Regions from separate parts of the Zea mays genome. Here region 1 is linked to region 2. The links are chromatin contacts, called in public Hi-C maps. All regions are on one chromosome and are shown on one strand. The core of a region is the stretch at or near the end of the contact, and the rest is flanking DNA. Distances in the headings are between cores, read along the strand shown. Region 1 holds the start of LOC100277913. Region 2 holds the start of LOC100283193 (phosphatidylserine synthase 2).

Region 1 (6,333 bases), core at 949-3,448, 310 kb before region 2:
AATCGCAAAAATATTCGATACGTATCAGATACGTATCCGGGAGTATCCACGAAGTATCGGTATCCGATACGGTATCTGACACAGGTACGTGAGTTTTGTGAAGTATCCACGCACGTCTCTTCTGCGTGTTCAACAAAAAAAAGAACTATGCTGAACATAATTTTGTACACTCTAACTACAACACACTTGAATGATGTATTATCACCTTAAAAAATGCATTCATGCATGCTTATTAATCCAGGCCTGCATATATGATTATAAAGTTCACCTAAACTGTCGTGGGAAATAGTACAACAGACGACCCTTGTGACACCTTGAACGAGCAATTGTCTGCTCAAGACTGTCACCATCATATGACCCTACTCCTTGCCTCATTACTGAAAAGCAGCAAAGGTTGATCCATTTAACTAATTGATAAACAGAATATCATGATGAAAGAAAAAAGAAAGACTATTCTGAATGGAGCATCAAGCATAGAGATCATGCTCTGCTTAAGCCTCATGAGTTAATTTTCCGGAAATCACACCGAGTTATAGTAATGGACCTTATGGTTCTGCAACACATACCATAGCGATCACAATGATGAGCCAACATCAAACCAACTTCCATCATCAGCTTCCCAAGATCTTTAAATGCTACAAAAAAGGGAAAAGAAATCTGTAAACATAGTCTAGTTTCCAGGTATGAATGTGAAAATGCAAAGGAAAAAAACAGATTGAAGTCACATTGATGGCTTATCGAATGCATTCAGTCATACCTATCTCAAGCTCAGGAAGATTATCGTTTGGCCATATATTTGGTCGGCAATATGATGGATACCTGCAGGTTAAACATCATCAGATGTTTAAAATGTTAGATCATGGTATTGGACCATGATGGAAATCGAGACGACAGTTCCATGCTAGAAACACTTTACCTACTTACAAGCACATCATCAGTAGTAGGGACATCCAAAACAGGGTTCGCATAAAAGGAACCTTTAAATGTGTCTGCATGCAGTAATCAGAGTTTATCTTAGGAAAGAAGTTCATGCACAATAGTCATGGGAGCCGAGCAGAGCTCAACAGATAGCCTCATGGTAGGAATGAGATCCTGTCCAAAAACTTGCTTTCTTGGCAGCACCGCAGCAGGTTTCAAGGATGAATAGTACTCCTACCCCACACATACAACAGGATACTACATGATAACTCACGGAATGGACCAGTGTCATACCAAGTTTCCCGGACTCGAGTTTCTCCTTCCCATGACTCCACCCAAAGTTATATCTGCAGATGACAAGTGCATATAATATAATCTAGCTGCTAGCAATCGATACCCTAGTCACAAGCAGGAGTTTTCAGGTGGGTGCGATCATAACGAAATCGTTGACAAACAGCACGACCTGCTATCTGGATCTTCAAGCTGTTTCTTCACCTCTTCAGGAAGGTTTGCAATCCTGACAAATAAGCAAGCAAGCAAGAACGAAGAACAGGAACCTTTCATCAATCATCATCAGTAAACAAACAACTCTTGACTCAGGAGCAGAATAAACCACCCAGTACAGGAGGAATGAGGGGGGCATATATAACATGTTAATATGTTATGAGCATAAACGACATGCCTGGGTGCCAAGCGCAGCAGCCTTTTTCTTAGCTCTGGAAACTCAGGTACCTGCGTGGACCAGGATCAAGACAGTTTAAGGAACCCATGGCTCGAAATCACGATGCAATCAGTTCCACCACGGTTGCTACTCACATCGGCAATGGTGACGATGCCGAGCCCATGGGGACCCAGACCTTCCTCGATCTTGTCGCCAAGGTCCCTGTCCGGCACCTGCGCACGCCCACCCGCCGCCGCCGCCGAACGGCACGTGATCAGAATCATGAGAAGTGACACACACACACACACACATTCCCTCCCTCCCGAGACGGCAACACTCAACACCGGGGAAGATTACCCTGAGGTCGGCGAAGGGGATGGTGACCGCGCGGACGGTCGGCGGCCGCTCCTGCTCCTCCTCGTGCTGTTGCATCGCGCGGCAACGGTGCCGGACCCGGCGGGACGACGCGGGAGCGAGGGCGAAGGAGACGACCTGGCCCCGTGATCTGCGCCGGGCGGCTGGACCTGCAGCCCAAGTGGAGGTGGTTCGTATTCCCACGGCGGTGCCCACCTCCAGCACCATGACGTCGCTCTCGTGTCCCGTTGGATTCAGTTGGGTTGGGTTGGGTTGGGTTGTGGCCTGTGGGTGCCGACCTCGTTTTGGCGGCACCTGGCGCAGATAGATGGAGATGAAGAGTTTGTGCCGTCACGTCACGCGAACGCTGCCCCGGTGACCTGCTGACGCAGTGATGGAGACTTGGCGCTCGACCGTCCGTGTGGCGCAGTGACGTGAAATGAGAGAGAGATAGAGCCCCAGGCCCCAGCTAGGCAGCCCGCACGGCGCTGGCCTGTTTCGCTCTAGTGACAAACAATGTGCATATGATGTAACCTACCTAATCTGTAGTGCTAACTCTTTTATTCTCATTCCGTTCAAAAATATAAATCATTCTAAGATTTTTGCGGAGTCAAAGTTTTTTTAAGTTTAACTAAATTTATATAATAAAGTAATAGCATTTACGATATCAAATGTATACCATTAGATTCTCTATTAAATATATTTTCATACTATATTTATCACATGTCATGAATCTTTTATGATTCTCTCTATACTTTTGATCAAACCTTAAAAACTTTGACTCTCAAAGAATCTTGGAAAGACTTATATTTTAGAACGCAAGGAGTACTTATTAAAACTTTTTATTTGTGCTGGTTGCAAACTAATTTTTAGGCTGCAACATAAGAACATTTACCATGGGTGTCTTTAGTTGTCTTCGAGTGTGTTTAAGGGGTAATATAAAAAATTTTCGAGTGTGTTTAAGTGGTAAATGTAAAAAGTCTCAAAACACGTATTTTAACGAAGAAAATGTGTCTTGGCTCTATGCTCGAGACAGAGAACTATCTGATTGGTCAATTTAATTTATTAAATAATTTGATTGATGCATGGATATAGTAAGTGTGGGGGATAGATATCCCCTGGGTCCACTAAAGATATAAAAGACCTCACGAAAGGCCCAAGGGCCCAATAATTCGTAAGGTCATTCTTTCGTGGGCCTGGGGAAAGACAACCAACAAAGAAGAGAAGACGTGAGACCGGATTGGTGCAAACCCGGACGGCCCACAACGGCGAACGAATAAATCGCAACAGAGACCCGACTTTCCTGCGCTGAAGCCCCCATGCAACGGAGCCATGCGAGGATAAGTCGGCGAGGGTTACGTAGGGATAAACTCAGGAGGTTCACCATCTTTTAGCTACTTGTTGTTATCATATCCACATGTACTGCCCCACGGTCGAATATATAAGGCCCAGGGGGCACCCCTTCAGAACGATCGACCCTATTTTACTTAGCCACCCACGTAAACTCTCTGCGCCCTCTATCCAGAGAGTCCTCTTGTAACCACGCTCATATACTCACCAGGACGTAGGGTGTTACGCACTTCTAAGCGACCCGAACCTGCAAATCTTGTCCATCGTCCCTCGTGCGATCGGCATGAACCATTTTGCTACAGTCGTTGACACCGTCCTACTCCTAAAAACACCTTGAGGGGCAACCCCGGGTGTGCGGTCGGACCCAAAACACCGACAGCTGGCGCGCCAGGTAGGGGGTGTGTCGACGATCCAAGCTAGCTCAATGGCCGTCACCTTCCGCAGCAAGATCACCGTGCGTCCCGGATCTGTATTCTGCTTCGGGACAATCTCATCTGTAGCGGACGAAGAGGGAATTCTACACCGCATCGCGGATCTGCCGGAAAAGAAGTTTCCTCCAACAAACTCCGAAAATGCTGGAAAGACGCTACCTCCGGCTCTTCGGAAAAAGATCGTCTCCGGGGAGGCTGGAGCTAGAAGCTTGCTGACCCGGAAGACTCTGTTGTCTACTTCCCCGACGAAAGAATGGACACGGATCGCGAGAAAGAAGGAGACCAGGGAGAGGCAAGTCGTTCTTCCCGTTCCTCCGGCCTCAAAGGAGAACGGAAAGAAAGTCGCCACGACAGCAGTACCGTTCTACCCCGACGTCCTCTTCATCGGGAGAGCAGAGTCGCCCGTCGTCTCTGACGATGAACCGACCGTGCCTGGAGAAGAACCACCTCAGCGAGAATCCCGCCGACGAAGGAACCGACGCAGGAACGTTCGACGACATCACGCAGCCGGAGAACGGGATCCGGAGCAGCCTGTCTCGCGAGACGAGGTCTCGGAGATAGGAGAAACTCCGGAAGAACGCGTCTTCAGGGAACGAAGGAACTCCCGACGACGTGATCGCCGGCGGACTCAGGAGCAAGCCGAGCAAGATGCAAGGCAACGACGCGAGAATCCGCTCTTCGGGCGCAACCTGAACCCCGACTTCGCCCGAGCTATGAACACGCCGAGCGAAGTCGGAGGCGTTCTAGCTCGGATAGCTGACGGACTCCTCGGACTCCCGACGCCGAGGGATACCGACGCCTGTTCACTCAGGCGGCCAACCATCTTCTACCGCTCGCTCACCCGCCGAACGATTTGCGACACGCCATCAACAGTCGCCGAGACGCGCGAAGCTCTATCAACGCTTCGCGCGAACGGCGGCATGAGAACGAAATTCGCCGTCGGGAGGAGTATGACCGAGATCATGGCTTCCCGACTCAAAGCCAGGCCACCCGAACTGAGTCGGCAACAACTTCAACTGGCGGTACCACCCGGGGACGGTCGAGGAACCACCACCGCCACTCCCCTCCCCGGGACAGACGTCATCCCCGACGACAGGAGGACACGTGCGGAGTATCCGCCCTTACTCCGCGCCTTAGGGCCATCCAATGGCCTCCCAACTTCAAGGTATCCAATGTCGACAAATATGAACCTAAGCAGGATCCAGGGGGTTGGTTAGCCGTCTACACCACCGCTGCTCGGGCTGCAGGAGCATCCGAAGACGTCATGACCGCGTATCTGCCCATCGTCCTTGGGCAAGATGCGCTGCAGTGGCTACGACATCTACCCCGACACTGCATCGACGACTGGGGAGACTTCAGTCGACGTTTCACCGCCAACTTCCAGTCTCTCTCCGACAAGCCAGCGCAACCATGGGACCTCAAATCCATCAAGCGCCGGGGGGATGAGACTCTCCGGTCATACCTCAAAAGGTTCCAGACCATGAGAAACCGCATCCCCAAGGTCACGGAGGCGGCCGTGATCGAGGACTTCTACAGAGGATCCAATGACTCGGCTTTCGTCCGAGCCATACTACAAAAGGCGCCGACTACCTCCGAGGAGCTGTTCTGGGAAGCCGACCTCTACATCACTGCCGACGAGCGGGCCCAGGATCTCATCGGAGGAGCAAAGCCCGCACCGGCAGCACCACGACGCGACGCGAACCAGCCACCCGACAAACGCTGGGAGAAGAGGCCTCGTGAAGAAGTACACGCCGCCGGACCACCCGCCTCTCGCGCCCGAGGAGGGCCTCGTGGAGGCGAGCGCACGCTGGACGACATCCTCGACGCCCAGTGCCCGTACCACAAGGACATGCGCCATACTCTCCGTAACTGCCGGGACTTCAAGCACTCCGTCGAGCACGGCCGACCCTTCCAACCCCTACCGCCTCCTCCGCCGAGGGGAGGACCAGATGAACCACGACAGCCCCATCAGCCGGAGGAGGGGGGAGGAGGAGCCTTCCCACGCGTTGACAGGGAGGTCAACGTCATCTTCGGCGGACATGGGTCGCAGGAGAACAAAAGACAACAAAAGCTCAACGACCGCCAGATACTGGTGGCGACCACCGGCCCTCCCGCCCCATACCGGTGGTCGGAGCACCCGATCACTTTCACTCGGGAGGATCAATGGCTCAACTTTGACCATCCAGGCAAATACCCGCTCCTCGTCGATCCGGTGATCCGAGAGAGCCGGGTAAAGAAGGTGCTAGTGGACGGGGGGGGGCAGCATCAACGTCACCTTCCCCCGTACGCTCCAAGGCTTGGGAGTTCACCTCAAAGAGCTCCACGAGTCAGACACTCCTTTCTTCGGCATCGTGTCGACGGAAGGGGAATATCCGCTGGGCCACATCTACATGCCGGTCACCTTCGGGACTCCGGAGAACTACAGAACCGAGTTCCTGAGGTTCGAGGTGGCGAACTTCGACTGCGGGTACAACGCCATCATCGGGAGGCCGGGGCTGGCCAAATTCATGGCCATCCCGCACTATACATACATGATACTGAAGATGCCAGGACCGCAAGGAATCATAACTGTGCGCGCCGACTTCCAAGGCGCCGCAGAATGTTTCCGAGTGGCCATCC
Region 2 (6,315 bases), core at 2,993-5,492:
TTTTGCTCAGTAAACTGCATTGCTTTGGAGTCACTTGTCTTGGACTATCTTTGGAAAGTTGCTGTCCTTACTCAGAGGAGTATCCATTCCACGTAATTCTTATGAGAAATATAATGCAAGATCCAAGGGAGAGTTGACAAGTACTAACGATCTGGGACTTTGGGCCATGGTTATAAATGAGCAGTGCAAAAGAACCGGCACTTATCTATAATACATCTATCACTGTTCTGTTTTACTTTTTTCAGACTTCAACAGTGCCGAACATGCATTGTTTTCAAAATATTTTTCCTAGTCACATGCAGGAAAAATAGATTGAACATTATGACAGTGCAGGTGTAACTACCTTCTCCTACGAAAGCTCAAAATTTTGGAAGTTTAATATTCGATGCATTCTAAAAGAACGGCTATTTTAGGAACGAAGGTCATATCTATGTAGCGATAAAATTATGACAAGAGTAACAAGCCATGAAATGGAGAAAAAATGCGTCTGCTAATGTATTGTCAGTGAACATACCTTACCCATGATACTTCGTTGGCGGCTCAGTCCAACCCATTCATAAGTTTTGCCATCAAAGTGACGGACTGTGTGCATTCCTGCCCAAATACCTGGATCAAAAATATAAGTTTCAGTAGAAACCATGGAACTATCATTACCAAATAATGTCACAAATGCCAGCAATTGTTCTTGGATTCCCAGGGCCATGAGTATTCAACAAGTGGCATAACATTAAATATTATAGTCAAACAATGTGATGTCAGAGGTATACCAAAGATGTATTAATTTTTATTTTCCTTTCTGACTTGTAGATATAATTGATAGGATCTGATGCAAAGAAACTGTATAAAATCAAGCATGCAGAGAACATTGCGGCTGCTTAATTCTAACTTATTGCAGATTACATTAATGTAAGCAAGGTTACTGAATGTACGAGACATGAACATTAATTATCTTCAAATATCTCACCAAACCAATTGCAGATCAATATGTCCAAGATAATGCTATCCCACCAGCACTCATTAAAGTTTGGCAGCATATGTCTGAACGTTAGCTGCAAAATGTCATAGTAAAAATACTTCCTTATCAAAAAGATGACAGGAATGAAAAGATATCTTTGAAGTTCTTTCGAATAGTGCGCCCAGATCTAACCTCCATTAGCTCAAAGCCAATCGACAAGACCCAAAGTAGAAGTTGATTTCGTATCATTACAGCTTTGCCCCACCACCCAAGGATATGGGCAACAACAAATTCATCAAACAATGTCTCCTATACATAGATCAGATAGTCCAGTATTAATAGAGTAATAGCAACGATGAAAAGCAGAGCATGTGCATCTTCACAGAATAGGAAGGTTCATACAGAAAATCATACATAAATATTTATGAACTTGTTTTTAGGGTTTTCTGGAACATACAAGCGGCAATCTGCTCCATAAGATCTCTCCGGCAATTCTGCATTGGGAAGATAAAAGTTTACTACCACCACCATTTTTTAAAAAAAAATTACATTTCTAGTGAAAATATGCAACACAGAAATTTTACCAACTCCAAGATCTGGGTGAAGGTGTTTCATGAACTGGCGAGCATCGTCACGGTTCTGATAAATGAGCAACAGATAAGAACCAACATTTGAACTAAAGGCCAAAAATGATAACAGAATAGTATCCAACTGAAACCCACATGTGGCGCTAACCTGGAAAAGAAGAAAGGTAAGAGCAACGAGGTAAACGACAGCCAGTCCATGTACCAGGCGCCAGACAGCAGGATGGGGCCTAATAAGTATCCTGTGATAAAGTTGCCCAGGCACTGAATCAGTATCGTCCAAAAACATCAGCATATTGCCCTATACGTAGTACAGTAGATTTATGGGAGCTGAAAATGGCTATAGATTGGTAAAGCAGTATTACAATTTATGGGAGCAGAAAATGGCTATAGAATGAACAATTGGTGATGCAACGTTGCGAAGACAGGAAGATAAGGAGCAGAATCTTGCAGCAAGTACAGACATATAGTTAAGATGTCATTGGCACCGTGTCCCTAGGGACATCTGTCAATTGCTACTTGAAAATAGCACAAAACTACTGTTGCTTCAGCACCAATTGAGAAGCAAGAAGCACTGCAGTGATACAGCTCCAATGTTTGAGTTGCATTTTTTTTAAAAAAAAGAATGGTAACTGACAATGCATGTTTTTATTGATATAGAAGAAAAATACAAGCAGACAACCATGAGAGGCTATCTACTAGGGACAAAAAGAAGAAAATTTGCTCACGTTGAAGGTGCCTGAAGCGTGCAGTAGGCAAGGAAGACTGCAATCATAGCCCAGACACCCCTGGAAAGTTTCGGTAAGAAGAAGAGTCAGCATCGCTCACTCACTCCAATCATTTCGCAATGCTATGAAGGTAAAACAGCTCGAGTCCAAAAGGCAGCATTGAACGGAATAGTGGCCTGGTTATCTTTTCCGTTTGAAACACATGAAAAGTGGCCTGTTTCTTATTTTCTTTCTTTCTAATTTTGAAAGTTCAGTGCCGCCTAAACAAGGTCATAATTAAATCCTGAGATGATGCAGACATACCTCTTGATTGATGTCACGCTACTGTGAGCGGCAGTACCTTCAGGATCAAGTGCTCCACTTGCCCAGCTGAAAGGGAAGAACAATTGAATGTGAGGTCAGATGAGATGGCCACGAGAAATCGCAAAGGAAACGGCCCACATCTTGACAGTACGGTTGGCATGGTATCCACCGCTGGGCAGCCTACAAGTTGGTAATGAGTTCAGTGTCCCGACTCCCGTGAGGGTGAGGCACATCTCTGGGTCTGGGATAACTTTGGACTGGGGTAATGGTTGTACCTTGGATTAGTCCAACCGTAATTGGTACCTATCTTCCTCGCAAGAAGCATGGTGGTAAAAAAAAATCTTTGTCACGTGCTTGTTTATCTTAGCTTAATGAGCTGAAAATAAACTCATTTCACTCTCACTTGAGTGTCCAAGGAAAATAATACGTACGGTTGTTCTTGGAGCGAATTTCAGACAAATTCGTTTTCATGAAAATTCAGAACAATTTGGCTTGAGATACTTGACCAGGGCTGTGGCTCTCCACGAATCCATCAATCATACTCCAATGATTCGGTAGCTCAATGATTTCGCACATATCCATTAAATTCCAACTCGAAAACTATATTTTCAGGGAAAAACATAGAATAGAAAACAACAAGAGTGCATGGCCATGGCCGCGTCTCAGCTCTGACACTGTCGACAGGACCTGGTGGTATCCCTGCAGCTCTTGTACTTGGCCAGGCACAGACAGCCCTTTTCGCAGCCGTAAAAATTGCAGCCTCCAGTCAACGGAGTCGTATGAACACGGTAGCAAAAGGCGAAACCAGACAAGGCTCTCCCTCTCCCTGTGCTGGCGGGCGCCAGCAAGAGGAGGAGGAGGAGAATTCGAGGGCGCTTGCTTACATGAGAAGGCAGGCGCCGACGAGGAGCACCGAGATGGTGCGCGGCTTGTAGAGCCACGCCGTCCACGGGTCGTACTCCTCGCCGCCGTCCGTCGCCGGCGGCGGCCTCCTCTCCCCGCCGTGCCGCGGGCGCTGCTTCGCCTCCATGGATGGCACGAGGAGGAAACAACCGAGCCGAGCCGAGCCAAGCCGCTTGCGCCTGCCCGCGACACGCAGCGGAAACCGCCGGAAAGCGAACACCTGTCAGGCAGAGCAGAGGGGCGGTATGCAAACCGCCGAATTAGCCGGCCGCGCCGCGGCAGCACCGAAGCCAAGTCAAAAACAAACGAAACGGGGCGAGCATGGATCGCCCGTTGCACCTGTGGGACGACGATAAAAGGGAGATGTGGAAGAGAGAAGGCGACAGACGCAGGACGGTTCTCCTGTTCCTACATGCAAAGGCACATGCGCGACGTACCGGCGAGGGATCGGCGCCGAGGAGCCCGGGAATTGGGGGCGGCCGGGGAAGTGATTCCGTGCTTCCGGCCGTGCCCGTGCGGGGATGCCCTTGCACGAATATGATCGCGCGCGAATTCGTGAGTCGATCGGCCGGGATGGGCACGCGCGCGAGCCCCTCGCGAGGTGGAAACTGTGATGAGAGGGAAGGAGGACGGCGCCGGACGGCGAGGGAGGGCCGGCTGGCGATGGCGTCGTCTTAAAAGAGGAGGTGGGGGGAGAGAGCGCCACGCCCACGAGCGACGAGACGAGACGATGGGTGGGTATGTTCGGCTTCGGTTCGCTCGACTCGAGGGGATCCGTTTCGTGGTCTCTGCACTGCACGTCTGACCGCGTGCCCACGTAGACGCGACGCGTCCCGGGCGGACTGGGCTCTGCCCGCCGCTGCCGCTTGCGCTCGGGAACCAGCGGCACGCAGCGCGGATGCAAAGGCAAGGAGAGGGATCAGGGAAGAGCTCCGTCCCGGTTGCTCGGTGGCGGTGCCCCCATGTGTGTACCCCGGACGCTCTGGCAGGGTCCCGGCTACCTGGCCGGGCTGGCGCTGGCATCCCGGTAGCGAGCGGTAGGGGCGGGGTAGGGGTACTACTAATTATCGTCGAGGCCAACTACTTTTGTTTTCTTGTATTTGTGTGCAGTGCGGTGCGGTGCACCCAAGTGGCTTGCGATTCACATATTTTTGTAGCTACGACGGCAGAGCAGCTGGCTGACTAATGAAGGGGTATTAGTTAGTGCCAGCACATTGCTACAATTTATATATATCATATAGATAGAACTTGCTTAAATAAAATATTTTATTCAAATATGATTATATTTTTTTTGTTTTTAAATCATTAATATATGTACATATTTGCAATATATCTTCTTTATATAACACAAACAGACATGTAGAGACGTATCTAAGATTTTTCTTTAGGAGATAACACATATGTAACTATATTGTAATGTTAATAAATAGAATGTGTGTGTACAATATACAATAGCCATTAGTCATTAGCCATCCACATCACTAAGCTGCAGGTAAACCAAACCAGGGTGTTGAGGTCACTGTTTACTCGTTACGTTAAAACTAAAAGGACAACAACAGGACACGTACTGACCTGTGCATGTTGGGGTACACTTGAGAAGCAGAGCAGTAGTAGAAGGAGCAGAGCGGATCAGCGAGGGAGGGGTCGGTCGATACGGCGGCGCACGGCGGGACGGAGACGCGAGCTTCCGGTTCGTACGTACGCGCGTGGGCACTGGGCAGGCGACAAAACGACGCAGCTCGCACGGTGGCTGGCGTGGCGTACGATGCGCAGCTCGCGCGATCGTGGCCCCGCCGCAGTCAACCCCACGCCCGCATCACCGAACCGAGACACTCCGGCACTCTGCCCGTCCGCCAGAGTTCCTCACCTCTCGTTTCGGCAGCTCGGCGTTAGGCATGGGCATAAAAACCGAAAACCGAACACCGAAACCGAAAAAACCGGAACCGAAACCGAAAAAACCGGAACCGATCAAACCGTTATATTTTTCGGTTACCATTCTTCAGAAACCGAAATTTAGTTCGGTTTTCGGTTTTTAGTTCGGTTTAAACCGAAAAACCGAACTGTTAGCCCATCAGCCTATAATCCCATTTCAGCCCAAGTCTTCAGAAACGCGGCTTGCTGTCTTGGGCCTTCTCCGGCTCTCAGCCCCTCACGCTGCCTGGGCCCAGGTGCAGGCACCCTTGCTCAATCCCGTCGGCATGCAGAATAGCAATTCAGAATTCCTTGTATTATTCTATGTAGGCATGCAGCACTGGCAATCGGTCAGTAGCAATAGCACTGGCATAGCAAATTAGCAATAGCAGGCGATCAGGCTTTGGAGTCGTCCGAGTGCTGGGACGGAAGCCGTGTAGGCGTGTACTATGCAGCACATAGCTATTTGTTTTTTTCGGACTACACAGCCAGCTAGCCGGCGGACAGGGTACTGAAAGTCTGAAACACAGCACAGCCTAGTTCGGTTTTTTCGGTTAAACCGAAAACCGAACCGAACTATACGGTTAACCGGAGGTCCGGTTTTTCCTTTTCTAAAGATAATTTCGGTTGGCATTTTTCAAAAACCGAACTTTAAAAAAAACCGAAAAACCGAACCGAAAAATTTCGGTTAACCGAGTGCCCAGTCCTACTCGGCGTGCCGGCCTGGAGCTCGCGCGAGGGCCCGGGGTGCCAGGCGGAGAGGCGCGCGTGGCCGCAAGCGCCAAGCGGACAAGGCCCGCACGGGAGTGGGGGCGTGCGCGCCCGGGCCCGGGTCCGGGTCCTGCCGGCCGTGCCAAATCGACCGACCGGCCCAGCAGACAGTTGGTGACTGCGTCACCTCACCTAACAGGATGCCGTGCCGGCGTGCCGC

Evidence for each region. A called contact is a pair of places that touch in the nucleus more often than the background predicts.
Region 1: a contact with region 2 is called in a Hi-C map of leaf, with 2.9 times the contacts expected there. The contact joins the promoter of LOC100277913 here to the promoter of LOC100283193 in region 2. A contact is called at or near these places in 2 of 25 Hi-C or Micro-C datasets (both in leaf).

The regions. Positions count from the first base shown.
Region 1 is chr6:174,937,801-174,944,133 of Zm-B73-REFERENCE-NAM-5.0, reverse strand. It overlaps LOC100277913, which reads right to left and starts at 2,198. Exons shown (of 15, transcript NM_001366016.1): 1 at 1,937-2,198; 2 at 1,735-1,812; 3 at 1,601-1,650; 4 at 1,382-1,435; 5 at 1,213-1,265; 6 at 917-989; 7 at 758-819; 8 at 567-635; 9 at 269-377. The coding sequence starts at 2,161.
Region 2 is chr6:174,632,768-174,639,082 of Zm-B73-REFERENCE-NAM-5.0, reverse strand. It overlaps LOC100283193 (phosphatidylserine synthase 2), which reads right to left and starts at 4,242. Exons shown (of 13, transcript NM_001156095.1): 1 at 3,911-4,242; 2 at 3,455-3,693; 3 at 2,571-2,636; 4 at 2,268-2,327; 5 at 1,691-1,781; 6 at 1,540-1,594; 7 at 1,370-1,449; 8 at 1,148-1,264; 9 at 965-1,049; 10 at 515-606. The coding sequence starts at 3,600.